2 separate regions of the Anas platyrhynchos genome follow, and region 2 is linked to region 1. Evidence: chromatin contacts called from public Hi-C data. All regions are on one chromosome and are shown on one strand. The core of a region is the stretch at or near the end of the contact, and the rest is flanking DNA. Distances in the headings are between cores, read along the strand shown.

Evidence for each region. Hi-C and Micro-C count contacts between places; a contact is called where the count stands out from the background.
Region 2: a Hi-C map of F1 follicle shows a contact between it and region 1, with 5 times the contacts expected there. The contact joins the enhancer-like site here to the promoter of SNX18 in region 1. A contact is called at or near these places in 5 of 8 Hi-C or Micro-C datasets (F1 follicle, liver, skeletal muscle and 1 more).

What each region holds. Positions count from the first base shown.
Region 1 is chrZ:18,448,513-18,455,661 of IASCAAS_PekinDuck_T2T, reverse strand. It overlaps SNX18 (sorting nexin 18), which reads right to left and starts at 3,358. Exons shown (of 2, transcript XM_038170211.2): 1 at 1,499-3,358. The coding sequence starts at 3,128.
Region 2 is chrZ:18,564,761-18,571,909 of IASCAAS_PekinDuck_T2T, reverse strand. It overlaps LOC101801163 (chondroitin sulfate proteoglycan 4), which reads left to right. Exons shown (of 10, transcript XM_027446274.3): 8 at 2,436-2,608; 9 at 5,602-5,785; 10 at 6,310-7,149. Among named protein-coding and RNA genes, the nearest start is that of ESM1, 71 kb to the left of the region's middle. Within about 2 kb of position 2,834, at least 2 of the 8 cell types and tissues checked have an H3K27ac peak or open chromatin away from gene starts, as enhancers often do. A contact at or near this core is called in F1 follicle and subcutaneous adipose tissue, where this site is marked.

The sequences.
Region 1 (7,149 bases), core at 2,109-4,608:
TCGCCTCTCTCCAAATTTAAAGTACTTGAGAGTTGTTATCAGAACACAATGCCACACCAGCTAGCAGAGCAAATTCTCAAAGGTCAGACTGCACTTTTCAGCTTTCTCTTCAAAGTAGTATCACAATTATTTAAGTTTCCACCCACAATTTTCAAGATTCGAGAGGAGAATGAAAATCTGAACTTGGTGCTTCTACTTGAAATGAAACTCTTGCTCTCTTAAACAATCTGTGTACTTTATCACTTTATCAACTCTGCCTCCTCAGATTTTCCTAGCAATAGTGTGCACCTACAGAAAGCCTGCCTTTTTTGATCTGTTGTAAAAACTCTTCCAACCATTTCATCAAAAATCTCAAGAGTTCAAGGCCTTGAAAAAGGCAGATAAAGGCATGAAAGACTGAATCACTGTAGATCACAGTTAAGGCTCTGCCTCTCTGGATACAGACCACCACTTATAAATCTCGAAAATAATTTCCAGTGAAGAAGCTCTCGCATTTTCTTGTACAACTGTTACATACACGAATTTCTGTACAGCGTAGGTGGAGTTTTCCTAGGTCTCTTTACTTCTAATCTTTGAGTTGAAAGCCATAGGTCAGCGATATAACAGGAAAAAGGATGAATGATGGGCTATTCTTCTCACAACAGTGATGAACGCATGAATAGCATTAACCTCACAGCAGGGAAATCATCTACACTTATTCAATGCTACAAACCTGTATTTATCTGAATGAGTGTCCCTAGTTATACAGCAGATGATTCTTTCATTTTCTGAGTTTCTTTCCCCTAATGGATCACAAAGTGCCAAACAAACAGCAATGCAAACCTCAGAAGTATGTTTCAGGCAGAAAGATGCCAAAAGGGTACCACATGAGCAAAATCTCTTCAGGATAATATGGGCAAAGGATGAAAAACCTCAACTAGGAACACTGCGGCAGACCACTGTCCTCACAAAGGTGCAAAGGGAGTTTAATGTACAGCCAAACTGACAAACACCAACAGCTTTAAACTTCTCATCTGAATGTCCATCATAAATGCAAAATGCATGTAACACTTCCAACAATAAGGTCAGCTGGAGTATCTGCATCTTCAGATTACTTATCTATTACCTGCTAGATCAGAGATTTAAGATACCTGACATACGTAAAAGAGTAATAGATGTTTTCATACCAGTTGATCTCCGACGGCTGTAAACAAGCTCATTAATCTTTAATGTATCAGCCTCACAGGTAGATGTGGTTTCTTTCAGAGGCACACAGTCACGCTCAGTAACCTCTGACGAACAGAAATCCCAACAAAGTCTAGACCTTTGGCACAGAATGAAAGCTGTCACTGATGTGTTTTGTGTATTTTTAGCAACAGACTACCTGAGTAAACACTGAAAAGTTTAACCCAAGGCCAACAAGCCATACGTGGAGAAAGTTTAGCTCCTGGTTCCTACCTCTGTCTGCATGGCACCGATACATTAAACTATAATTTCAGAAAATAAGTAAGGGTGTTACCTTTCTGGACGTGGATGATGTCCGGAAAGTTGGCCAAATGCCCCTGATACAGCGCTAACAAATCCATCACAGGATCTAGGTCCTGTCGGGGCTGATCTGCAAAGAGGTCCCCGATGGCATCGTAGGCTTCCGCAGTGAAGGCTATGGCTTGGTTGAGGCCGGCCGAAAAGGCCTGCTGGTCCAGCTCAAACGCCTGGCTGAGGCACTTGAAGGAGTGCCCCACCTTCTGGTATTCCTTCTTGAAGCCAGTGACTTGTTTGCGGGCGAACTCGTTGACGGTGTGATTGAGCTGCAGGGCGCTCTCGTCCATCTTCTTCGTGAAGGCTTTGAAGCCGTCCACCTGGCTCTCCACCTCCTGCAAGTCCAGGCCAGCCCCAGGGCCAGCGGGGACACTGATGGTCAGGAAGAAGTTGGCACCCACCATCTCGTCTTTCTCAGCCTTGCGCTTGCCCTGCTTCCAGGCCTTCTCATCCGTGCTGGGACAGGTGAGGAAGTGCTGGAAGGCATCGCACTGCGCCAGCACGGGGTGGCTGCACATGTGGTCCATCCACCAGGCCAAGCCTTTGCGACGCTTGGAGATGAAGTCCTCCTCGAAGCGGCCGGTGGCCTGCTTCTCGGGCAAGTGGGGCACGGAGATGACAGGGAACTTCTCGGCCAGGCGCCCGTAGAGCCAGTCGAAGTGCTTGTAGCGGCGGTGCACCTGCTGCCCGGTGTGGCTGGGCACCAGCTTGTAGGCGATGTAGCTCTTCATCCCCTTGAACTTGGTCTGCTTGGTGGGGTCCTCGATGGAGCACTGGAAGGGGTACGGGTTCTCCTGCCACTCGGGGCCGCGCGGCCCCAGCACCACGCACAGCTTATCCCCATCCTTCACAAAACCCGACGCCTCGCCCAGCACGAAGGCCTCCCCGCCGGACTTGACGAAGGTGGAGAACCGGTTGAGGTTGCGGCTCACCGTGGCCGAGCTCTTGGCTCCTCCACCAGCCGGGTGCGGGTGTCCGGCTGCGTGTCCACCGCCACCACCGCCACCCCCACCGCCACCGCGGGACCCCAGGGACAGCTCGGACCGCGTGGACAGGCGGTAGCGCCCCGCCGCCCCGCCGCCCCCCGCAGCCTCGTAGTCGGGGTAGGAGCTTCCCAGCGCCCCGGGCTCGTCCGCCACCGTGGAGCTGTCGTCCCAGTCATCGTCCCAGTCGTCGTCGCTGCCCTGGCTGGGCTGGTAGGGGCCGCCGTAGGGTGCCATAGGGAAGGGGTACCCGGCGGCGGGCGGCACCGGGAAGGGCTCGGGGGGCTGCTGCGCCGCCGGGGGCTGCTGCTGCTGCTGCTGCTGCTGGTGGAGCTGCTGCTGCTGCTGCTGTGCCGGCTTGAAGGCGGCGGGCGGCGGCAGCGGCTCGAAGCCGGCGGCGGGGACATTGGCGTAGCGGGCGGGCGGCGGCGGCTCGGCGGCGGGGGCGCGGATCACCTGCACGTAGGAGGCCGGGAAGAGGCCGCGGTCGCCGCGGCTGTTGACGCCCTCCAGCCAGCCCTCGATGTCCTGCTCGCTGCACAGGCTCAGCACCTCGTGCTCCCGCAGCGAGATCTCGCCGGGGTTCTCCGACCTGAAGTCGTACAGCGCCCGGGCCCGCAGCGCCATGGCTGCGGTGCGGAGCGGAGCGGTGCGGAGCGGGGCGGCGCGGAGCGGAGCGGGGCTGCAGGAGCCGAGCCGCGGAGCCCCGGCGCTGCCGGCGGGCGGCGAGTCCCGGCTTCACCCCGCGGGGCGCGGCGGGGCCGGCCCGGTCCCACGTCGCCAGTTTCGCTAATCCAGAGCCGAGAGGCAGGGCGGAGGAGCCGAGCGCAGAGCGGCCGCCCCCATCGATGGGCCCGGCCCGCACCCACCCTCGCCGCCCGCCCCCTGGCGGCCTCCGCCGCGGGCCGGCCGCGGGGCTTGGGGCTGCCCCCGGTGGAGGTGGAGGGCTGCGGGTGCTGCCGCAGGCTTGGCGGGGCCGCCTGGCCGCCTGGAGGCTCCTTTAGGGGGCCACGGGGAGGTGTTTGAACCCCTGGTTCTGCGCGGTGTGGCGCTGAGGTGCTGGGCGAGGTGTGGGTGAGGGGCTGTGCACCCCGCCACACTGCTCCATCCGCTGGCTGCCCTCACTTACAGCCAGAGTTTTAGTCGTGAATAACGTGTGTGACATCCCTCTTCAAAAAACAGACCATCCTGCCCATGTTTGCCTTCTGCCTCAATCCCATCCCTACGCTGCTTCTCCCACCCTGGCCATTTCCCCTCATAACTCCCGTGGCACCCGGTCCGGTGTTGTCCACCCACACACACACCACCCATGGCCCTTCACCTCTCCTGGATCCCAGGACACAGATTTCCCTCACGGCTTCTACCTGGTGAAGGAAAGGCAGGGCAGCACACGCTGCCTGCATGCTCCTTCCTGCCTGCCATCTTCCTCCCTTCGCCGTGCCTCACCGACCATCTCAACCCTGCTGGGAAAGCAGTGTGTGCCCGTTTGGTTTCCAGTTCCTTGTGTTTTCCCTCCAACACCCTGCTGGGTGCTAAGCTCTAGCTTATTTCTCTGACTTCGCTCAAAGTCTGTCACTTCTCAAAGGTCCTTGTGTCAAACAATTTGTGTGCATTTGGGAGCAGTTCGCTGGAATGCTACAGGACCCTCTCCTTGCTTTCACTAGGTGTAGATGTAGAATTGAGCAGCATGGTTTAGTGCTGGACTTGTCAGTGCTAGGTTAAAGGTTGGACGAGATGATCTTAGAGGTCTTTTGCAACCCAAATGATCCTGCGATTCTATGATAACTGTTATTAACGTTGTTTGATACCTGAGTTTTGCTTTTGCCCACTTTTTAATTTTGACCTCCATTTTCCCATTTGGCATATTATCCCAGCACTTTCGTGTACCATTGCTTAACATTTTTTGAATGCATCAGTTCACCCCAGACTAACACGTCACCCCCAGCACTCTGCATCTGCCTAGCTCTGGAGGTCTGTTTTTATCAGCCAATTCCAACAGTGCAAGAGCCTCAGAGTTCACCGCACAAGCAGCTCCTGTGTGGCCAGCCCATGGGCTCATGTTCACATTATATTGCTTGTGCCTCCATCTCCGAAGCTGAGCACAGAATGTGGAGCAGCCATTTACTCAGAGCAGTACTGAGTATCTGCATCGGTGATACAGGCAGAAGCATCAGTCTCCTTCCAAGGGACATCTGGCAGCTGCTCAGGGCTGTGCAGCTGAAGACTTTGGCTTCAGGCAGCTCCCTGTCAAGGCTTCAGGATTTTCCAGGTCAGCACGCTGACCTGGCCTCGTCATCACTCACCCACCCAGCAGGACCAGAGGCGTTCCTCAGGCCCTCGTCAGCATTTGTCAGCACCCTTGGAGCCACCACAGCTCTTTTTCCACTAGGGCTAGTGTTCGTTATCTTTTGGCCACTGCAATCAGTGTCTGCCATTCATGCAGACGGGATTTTATTCTGCTGAACACAGGAACTTTGTGGTACGTGGTCCAGGCTCCAGCATGCTGCCCTCAGACCATGTGGCCAGCTTAGAGTGAGGACTAAAACCCCAATGAGAGGTACTTACGGATCAGTTTAACCTCTGTCTTAGATTTTATCCCTAATTCTCACGACTGCAAGAAACAAAAATAAGTGATCAAGGGTTTTTTTGTTCCTTCAAAGTTACTCCTAACACTGATCATAGTTTGATCTGAGCAGGCTTTGCATTCATATGAATCCTCACGGGTTAAACTACAGGAAAATTACTTCCCATTCTGCCTTTTCTGTACTATTTATTATTTTATATGTGTTTTATTGCATCTTATCCTGCTCGTTTCCCAAACTTTTCGGTCCCTATTCATCTCAATTTTCAATTCCTTTAAACATAACTGCTCTTTTCTCTGAAACAGTTTTTGTTTTTGCTTTCTCATGAGGTGATCAGTACTGTAAATAATGCTGACCTGCTTGAGTTGTAGATGAGTAGACAGATGATTTACATTTTTTCTTCATTGAACACCCAGGAGCGACCAAGAGATGCCATTCTCAGCTACGAGAGCAGCTCAAGAACTGGATTTTGCTGCCCCAAGTGGTGAGAAGCTGTGCTTTCAGTGCCTGGCAGGCTGCCCCTGTCCCGGGAAGGGAAGGAAGGAGGGACAGAGCTGAGCTGAGGGCCTGCTTTACTTCACAGGGTCCAGTGCTGCAGAGGACAGCTGTCCTATTTTCTGCCTTTACCCCCCCTTAGTGTTTTCTTAATAATTTCTGGCTCATTATTTGTATATAAAAAAGACACAAGCAAAGGTGTCGACTTCAAAAGGTGCAAAAACTGCTACAATTAGGATTTTAAAGCATAAAATCTGTAAAAGTAATAAAAACATTATTTATTTATTTGTTTGTTTATTTACATGAGTGTAAACTAGTTAAGTGGTTATTCTCTAAAATGTTCCATCTTTGAGACCTTAACAAAAATTAAATAACATGAAATTAAGTCATGGCTTTTCAGGCACTGTATCAGGCAAACATATGAAGGGAGGAAGTAAGGGAGGAAGTATGTTATATTATTTCCCTAGTGGACAAAACTGCAAAGAGAACTTGGAACAATAACTAGCTCGAAATTGCATTTTCCATTTGTCTCCGATCAGTGAGCCAGTTCTGATGTCCATTGTGTGCAGAGACTCTGTTGTGGGTTTTAAAATGAACATTTTTTATTTTTTTTTGTAACCAAGAAAACTGACCTGCAAAATTAGAAACCACCCTAATAAATAAATTGAAGATTTTGAAAACACCAACTTCTCAGGCCCTCTGTAACCATCTATAGTGCTAAGTGGAAAGGCTGGATTGATTAAGCCTTGCTTTTTTTGTTCAGACTACCAGAGGCAAGGGTTTCAAAATCAGAATAACACATTCTGATTTCTGTCATTTTATCTGCATGAAACATATATCTGAGTGCCTTTGGTAGCAAATCTCTACCATCTTCATTGGGAATCAAATTTTCAGAGTCAAAGTGAATGTTCTTCTGAGTCTGTCAAGCTCAGAACCTGTAACTCAGTGAAAAAGATTAATGTTTAATATGTTCCTGGAGATCTATAATTTAGGGGTGGAAAAGAAAGCCAAACTAAAGCAAAAAGTGTGCAGATGCCTAAGCACAGGATGCCTCATTGTTTAAATTTGGAGTTTGCTATCTCAAGACTCCTGAGAATCTATGCTGAAAGAGTTGTTTGAAAGCATTGTGATTTATTTTTCTGCTCAGGTGCAGAAGCTTATAGTAAAAAATTTGGAAACATGGTGGAGAAAGTAAGGATTTTGAGTGATATTTCCTAAGAAAGTGAGTTAGTAGAGGCCCAGCAAACAAAAATAATAAAATTGTGAATCAACCCGGACTTAATTTTCCTTGAAGCCCTCAAATGTTTCCTTCTTTCTTTTCTGGATTTTCCTCTGTGCTATAACTTTGTTTCTTTAGTAAAGAAAAGAAAGTGATTTTTCCAGAAGGGAAGATGAAGCTCTGGTGGGATTTAGCCTTTCCACTGGCACCATTATGAAGATACCAACTTGGAAAAACTGTAAGCCAGGATGTTGGACAGTGTCTTAGTAGGAAACAACCAGAACAGTGCTTTGCGCAAGGAAGTGTTCATCAATACCATTTCTAAGAGCAAACTCAGCCAAACACTGACTGA
Region 2 (7,149 bases), core at 1,585-4,084, 120 kb before region 1:
GTTAAGAGACAACTTGAAGAACCTTCCCCCTAGGGAAGTAAAACTTGAATATTTTCTGAAGAATTTGCCATGTTTTCATGACTGGGTATAAACTATTTTCTCAAGCATATTGTTTTGCAATTTTATAAAAGCATGTACCACTCTCTTCTTTTGTATTGAATACAGCAGATTTGTTTATATGGTTTAGAGATTTCTTCTATCCAACAGCAGATCATTTTATTCAGTGAGCTCAGTAAGCTGACGGATAGATACATGAGTTTGTCTTATGTATGCTAGATATCTAGAATGTGAAGATTTTCTCTCTTCAGGGAAGCAATTGACTGAAGAAGGAATAAGATGAGCTGTCCTTAGAGAAGGAAAGAGTTGTAGGTATTCAGAAGCAGAGCTGCCAAGGCTGGTCAGCACACATGACGATCCATAACTATTTAATAGTGATAGGCCGAATGCTCATACCAGAGTAGTTTCCCAGTTGTAAAAGTAGGCAGAAAAAACAGAGGCCAAAGTTATTAGGTACTGATAACAGCCTTAAACTATTATGTTCCGCTTGTACAGATTAGTTTGGCCCTACTCTGTCACCCATCCCCTGTCTCTGATCCTTTCTGCAGAATTTGGGTGGTGTTGCTGTGTGACCTCTCAGCTCCTAGGCGGGGGAAGAGGCAGGCTGTGCTCTCACTTCCCTTTGCTTTGCCCACTCTGCTGGCTGGCAAATAACCATCGCTTCCCTGGTGAGGTGTTGGACCAGAGCAGAACCACTGCAGGTGCTGGAGAAGGTTTTTGGTGTCTCAGGAGAAAAGTGCTCACCCACTTTCAGTGTGGGTGTTCACCACTCACAGGAGACGGTTGTATGTGGGGAGGTTCCCACTTCACAGGAGAGTGTGGGAGACTCCAGTGCCCATGGCCCTGCTTGGTATCTCAGCCTCTGCTGCACTGTGAAGTCCCTCATGGTCAAGCCACAGCTCCTGAGAGAGGTCAGGGCCGTTGGGAAGGACCAGGGGCTTTGTGAAAACTCGAAGCGGGTATATCCATCAGTACAGTGTAACCGTGTTTGTGATTTATTCTGTCTCAATTTGTTATGGCACTGGGGCCTGATTTGCATAAATGAAGTTATTGAGAAATAACTCTGTTTCCAGATACGCGTGGTCTGATGAACTTTTGCTCTCTGTTCTACATTCCTGATCACATCTGGTGTAGTCTGAACACGTGGTCATGCTTCCCTTTCTGCCTGTCACACAGAAGAGGGAGAACAGTAGAGAGAAAAGAAGGGAGACTCCTTGTATTGGATAGCGTGAGAGGATTTTTCAAGGATTTTTCTTCCTCACCTCCAAATTTTACAGGAGAAATATCTTATTTTGGTTTACTCATCTATAAACACTGAGCTTAAGTGGAGATAGACTGATAATGCAAACCTGAAGGATATGTATTGCTAGTGTCTGAAATTCTTCACTGATGCCTATAAAAGCTTGTTGATGAGGAAAAAAAATGTATAAAGGGAGGCAGAAGTGGGCTCAGAGGGAACAGGACTGTGTGAATCTATTGCTCTTCTAAAAGTGTTAGTTAACATCCTTTGTAGTTTTCTGAGTGTATATCATCAGGAAACAGTACATCAAAAAATCACTAAACCAGTCTTTTTTTTTTTTTTTTTTTTTTTATTCTAGGAAACTATTAGATTTGTTTTTGTCACAGCTATGTCAAAAATTGTCGTGGTTTGGCTAAATTCCAGAAAGGTCTTTATAATCTTCAAGTCAGAAGGCACTGGTTAATGCAGTGCTGTGTATTAAAAGAATCCCTCAGTCCTCCATCCATCTTAATAATACTTTATTTCAGGCCATTATTTCTGTTGTGCAGTGTCCTTCTTATTTGTTTAATTCAGTGTTTACTTTTTAAACTTCATTCAGTGAAAATTGTCCTTCATATTAATAAAGTGTTGTTCAAGTTTTTGATAATTATTTATTTTGGTTTGGGTGCATTCACTAAAAAATGTGCTTTGTTAAGGCTTTTCTCAGCCAAATCAACCAGCCTTCTGTGGGCAACTGGGATTGCTAAATACATTGCCAGCGGTCACTTCAGCTGGAGTTAAATTCAGTTCTAGACATGTAAAAAAAAAGGGGCAGGGCTTCTTATATATGCACTACTTTTTACTTCAGGTTGCCTTTGCAGAAACTAGAATTTAGCAATTACATGTGCTGAAGATAACTGTACCTTTCCATTTCTGTAAAACAAAGATACTTTATACTGATGTGCTTTTTGATTGAACTCATTGTGGAAGAGTTGTGTGATTTGGAAGTAATTGGAAAAGGGTAAACCTGATGATTTTACAAAACATTATTAAAATGCTAAATGGAATAACTAGATGAAAGGGTGATTTGTACATATAAAATTTTACCATTTTGTGAAAAATTGCTGTTGCAAATCTACTTTTAATTGATGGTTTTTAGGTTCCAGGAAACCTATTTCACAACATGATCTGAAAGCTGTAACCAGTGATGTGACCAATGCAGGAAACAGAACTATAACTTTTATGGTTGTAACTTCCCCCAAACTTGGAAGGCTGATCAGAGTAAATTCTGATAATACCACTCAGGAAATCCTCAGTTTTACACAGTCTATGGTAAGCATTTACTTTATACTGGATAGTTCAGTGGTAGATTGTTACTTCAAAGGGCATCCCAATTGCTTTTTCCTTGCCTGGTCCATTTATATCTGTTTAGTAACTGAGCATATGTGACCCATCAGTGCGATTGCCCAGATTTGCTGTGTCATTAAATATCTGGCATGTAGTAATGAATGCAAGAAGAGCCTTTGTTCCCCTCTCTCTGGATACTAGCAGAGTCTTGGCAATTTCCACTGTTTTGCTTGTAACAGTATTTTTTGGGAAGAGCTGTTTTGGTGCCATTAACCGGCAGTCAGAGGTTGGAAGCCTTGACTTTTTGGCAGAAGGAGTAGCCTTGTGCCGTATGAAAACTCCAAGTAACAGATTCATTTCAGCTGTGCACAGTCCTCATGGGTGTCCCCAAGAGGACTTTTATTGGCTTGATTGGCTGTGATACTAAGTGTTTAAAGAATCTTAACTGTGATACAGGGTCCCGCACTTGAATGGCTAAAACATGGCAGCTCATGTAACTTGATGGAAAACATTCTTCTGCAACTGAGATGACTTACGTCTGTGGGCTGAGTCTTAATGGAGCTGTGTGCTCTGCGCGCTGTAAGTTGTTCTCAGAAAATCCTAGCAAGGGAGATAAAAGGAGCTCGATCATCTGACTTTACAGAAGGAAAAAATAAGAAACAATTTGGATTTAATCTACATTTACAGATTTAAAAAGTGACTGGTAAATGAAATAATGAGAAAATCTGTTGTTTAGAAACAGAAACTTGACCAACAAGACTGAGAAAAAAGTTGGCATTCTTGTTAGTTACTACCAAACTTTGAAACAACCTGACTAATGACACGGTTTCCTTCTGTTCCTAAAATGAACGGTTTTTATGAGCATTAAATGAAACAGTTAAGCATGTCAGACAAGATCTTTCAGGTAGAGTTTTGAAGTTTAGATTTCTTTGCCTACAGATAATGATCTACATATGTTTATTTGATAGTGCCATGTCAGAACATGCCACTTTTTCTCTATAGCTTTAATTCTTACTAATGTGTAGATAACTTTGCTTTGAACTTCGTAAATTGTGTAAGGATCTGAGATGTAATAATGTGTGTGTGTCTTTTCTCTGTTGGAGGTATTTGTATTGGCCACTTTCACTTCAAACAAGTAGAACTAAGTGATTTATTGCAGGTAAAATTAAGGTATCCTAACCAGCTCACTATTTGTTCTGGCAGAGAATGAGGAGTAAGGGGAAGAAAAAAGATCCAAAATAAACTTCCACTGTCTAGTGTGCTGTAGCCACATGAAGTTAAATATCAGTGAAAAAATGACAATGATATTGCAAGCATTGTATATTCTCCATTACACAGAGAATAAGAATTTCAGTTTCTGTTTGGTAACAAAAGGCTTGTAAATCTGATTTAATTTGAAAGTTTTTGGGTTAGTTTTGTTGTTTGTCTTCATTGGCTCCATTCTGTATTGTAGAACTTGGAATTTTACTTCTGAGAAGTAGTATGCAGCTAGATTAAAAAAGAATTTATTACTTTTTCTGAGGTGCATCTTCCTTATGTCCAGTGTCTTATTGCCTTGTGGCCAAAAAAAAAAAAAATAGAAGAAGAAGCTGAAATCAGTATTGCATTCCAGTGAAGTTTTTCAAGAACAGTTGTTTTGTAGCCAATATAAGGAAATTAATTGTTCTTTAAATTCAATGAGTTGTTTTTTCTCTCTGACAATATGTTCTATGATAACTTAGAAGAGTTTTCATCTTGCAGCAAGCCACAATGTCATCATTATATTTAAAGTCATTTCAGAGGTAAACAAGGCAATGCTAACCAATTCCATTTTCTTGTCAGTGCAGATATTAGCATGGACTTGCGACTTACTAAAAAAAAAAAGGTATAAAAACTAGAAAGATTAACAGTTGATAACTAAACACAGCTGAATTTATAGGATGTCATTCCTATTCTTGTTACATTAGTTTGCTTTCTCCAAATTGAAGTCCTAGAGGCATGCTTTGGAAGGTTATCTTGAAGCAGCACAACATTTTAATACCACTTCTGTGTGTTTTGTCCCATAATAACCATTAAGGATTAAATCAGTATAGGGAAAACCTGGTGACATGCATGTAGGATTTTATCACATCAGTCTGAATTCTATGGGCAGTATGGTCAGACAGTTTTGAAGCTGGTGAGAAAACTTGCCTCTGGAAGCCTGTTTCCCTGGTGAGCTTGGAGGGGGCTGTTTCAGTGGTTTCAGGATTAGCTCTGTCTGTAGCTACAGATTCTGTAGTGCTTAAGTGCCTCATCCTTGATAGCAGCAGGGATTTTTGGATTTATTTTTCACACCTTTCAAGCATATGTCATGGGAATATGTGCTAGTAAGTTCCTTCAGTTTGTTTGCAAAGCTGTGTAACCCATGTTACAAGTTGTAGACTTAAAACTGCCACCATCGTAGACAGGGATCTCTGTGGCAATTACAAACTAATACAGGCAAGCCTACAGTAGCTGCTTGGGAAGTTGCAAAGGGTTTAATGGGTAGCTGTCTTTTCTTGAGGTCAGAGAATGAATTATCAAGCAAAGCTGAAATAGTGAATGAGAAATAGCAAGTATTCTAGTCTTGTGACTCTTAGGAATCCTACTGAAGTGTCAGTGTATGAAGGTATTGATCTTAAACTTCTGGTGTAGTTTCAGCTGGTGATTATCCTGTATGATAATACTAGCTTTTGGTTTTGGGTCTGAACAGATGCGTGGTTATATCTAGCATAAATCTGTTTTTCAACTAGGCTTGTCTGGCAACACTGAGTATGTTCAAAGGGAGAAATGCAGGATAAAATAACTTCATAATATAAGCTACATACACAGCCATTGTGTGTGAGCTAAGCTACAAAACCCTTTCTTGAACAATGATTTTTTTCTTGTGATTTATGTCTTATGATTTTTTTCTCTCCTTATGCTCCTGTATTTAAAATTAATCTCCTCATATACCTATTGCTATCTTTACCCCAAAACAGGTGAATGAAGGTGTGATCATGTATGAGCACTTAGATGCAGAGTCAGCTGCCTGGAGTGCAGAAGATTTCTTTACGTTTACTGTCTCCTCTCCACCGTCAGCTCTGGACCTCCAGGTGTTCCATATTGTCATTTCGTATGAAATTACCAGGCATGGTCGGAACAGTCGTCTTCTAGCAAATACAGGTAAAGATGCTGTGCTGGTTGGACCTTCTGATTGTTTAAGATCTGTCAGCATTCCAATGAACAAATGAGAAAAAACGAAAGATAATTTTTCTTTGGTAGCAAATGACTGGAATACTTTCATCACAGAGTATAGTGTAGATAGTAGTTGCATCACTGCGTCTTTAAAAATGCAATTAACCACCTATGTTAGATTCTTCCTACTGCTGTAGTCGGTATCCTCCATTTTGCTGTAACAATAGAGATAATGAAAGAGTCATCTGGAGCTTTGAGATACTGATATTTCTTTAATCATGCTCTATGATCAATAGAATATGTAATATCTTATATGCAAGTCTATTTTAAGAACAGTGATAATATATTTCTAGCCATGACATTTGGGAATCGAGGATACCATGAAAGAGAAATATATGATTCCGTAGTCTCTTTTTTGAGCATCATAAATTTTTAAAACACATTACCTAATTTCTGAAACGTTGCAGCTATGAAACAGTCAGTTTCTAAGACTCTCTTTTTGTTTCTACTAGGTACCATAGTCCAGGAAGGAGGTAGAGTGTTAATCAACAAAACAAATTTAGATGCCTCAAATCTGTTGATAAAGCTACCTGAGGTACAGCGCTCCATGTATGAAGTCTGGTATCAAGTTGTATCTTTACCCCTACATGGTGTGATTATTGTTGGAGAAAGGAATGTTACAAAAGAAAAACCTAATTTCTCCCAATACATCCTGGACAAATTTGGAATTGTGTACATGCACGATAATTCTGAATCGCTTAGTGACAATTTCACTTTTGCTGTTTGGTTAAACCTAAAGACCAAGTCTGCAACAAAGCCCCATAGTGAAGTTTTGGAGGAGATATTTAATATTACTGTTGTTCCAGTGAATGACCAAGCTCCAGAACTGAAGACTAAAAGGCTGCACTTGAGAGTCCTGCAGGGAGATGTGTCAGTGCTGGGGTCAGAGAATCTGAAAGTTGAAGACCTAGATAACAACCCAGCTGAGCTTAAATACACCATAGTTAGCAACCCCAATAATGGTTATTTAGCAATGAAGAGCAATCTCAGTGTCTCTATACAGGATTTCACACAAGCTGATATCGACAATGGTAGGGTTTGGTTTGTACAGGATGGAAGTTCTTCCTCTGGCGTGTTTTATTTCAGCGTGACTGATGGTAAACATCGTCCTTTATACAAACTTTTCAGTCTTGAAGTAATACCAATTGCTCTTGTCCTGGTCAACCTTACCAATGTTGCACTTCCACAGGGCCAGACATCTGTCACTATTACTAATGTGCAGCTTTCAGCTGTCTCAAATGGAAGAAGCACTAATATCATATATGAAATAACTCAGCCTCTAAAGAATGGGC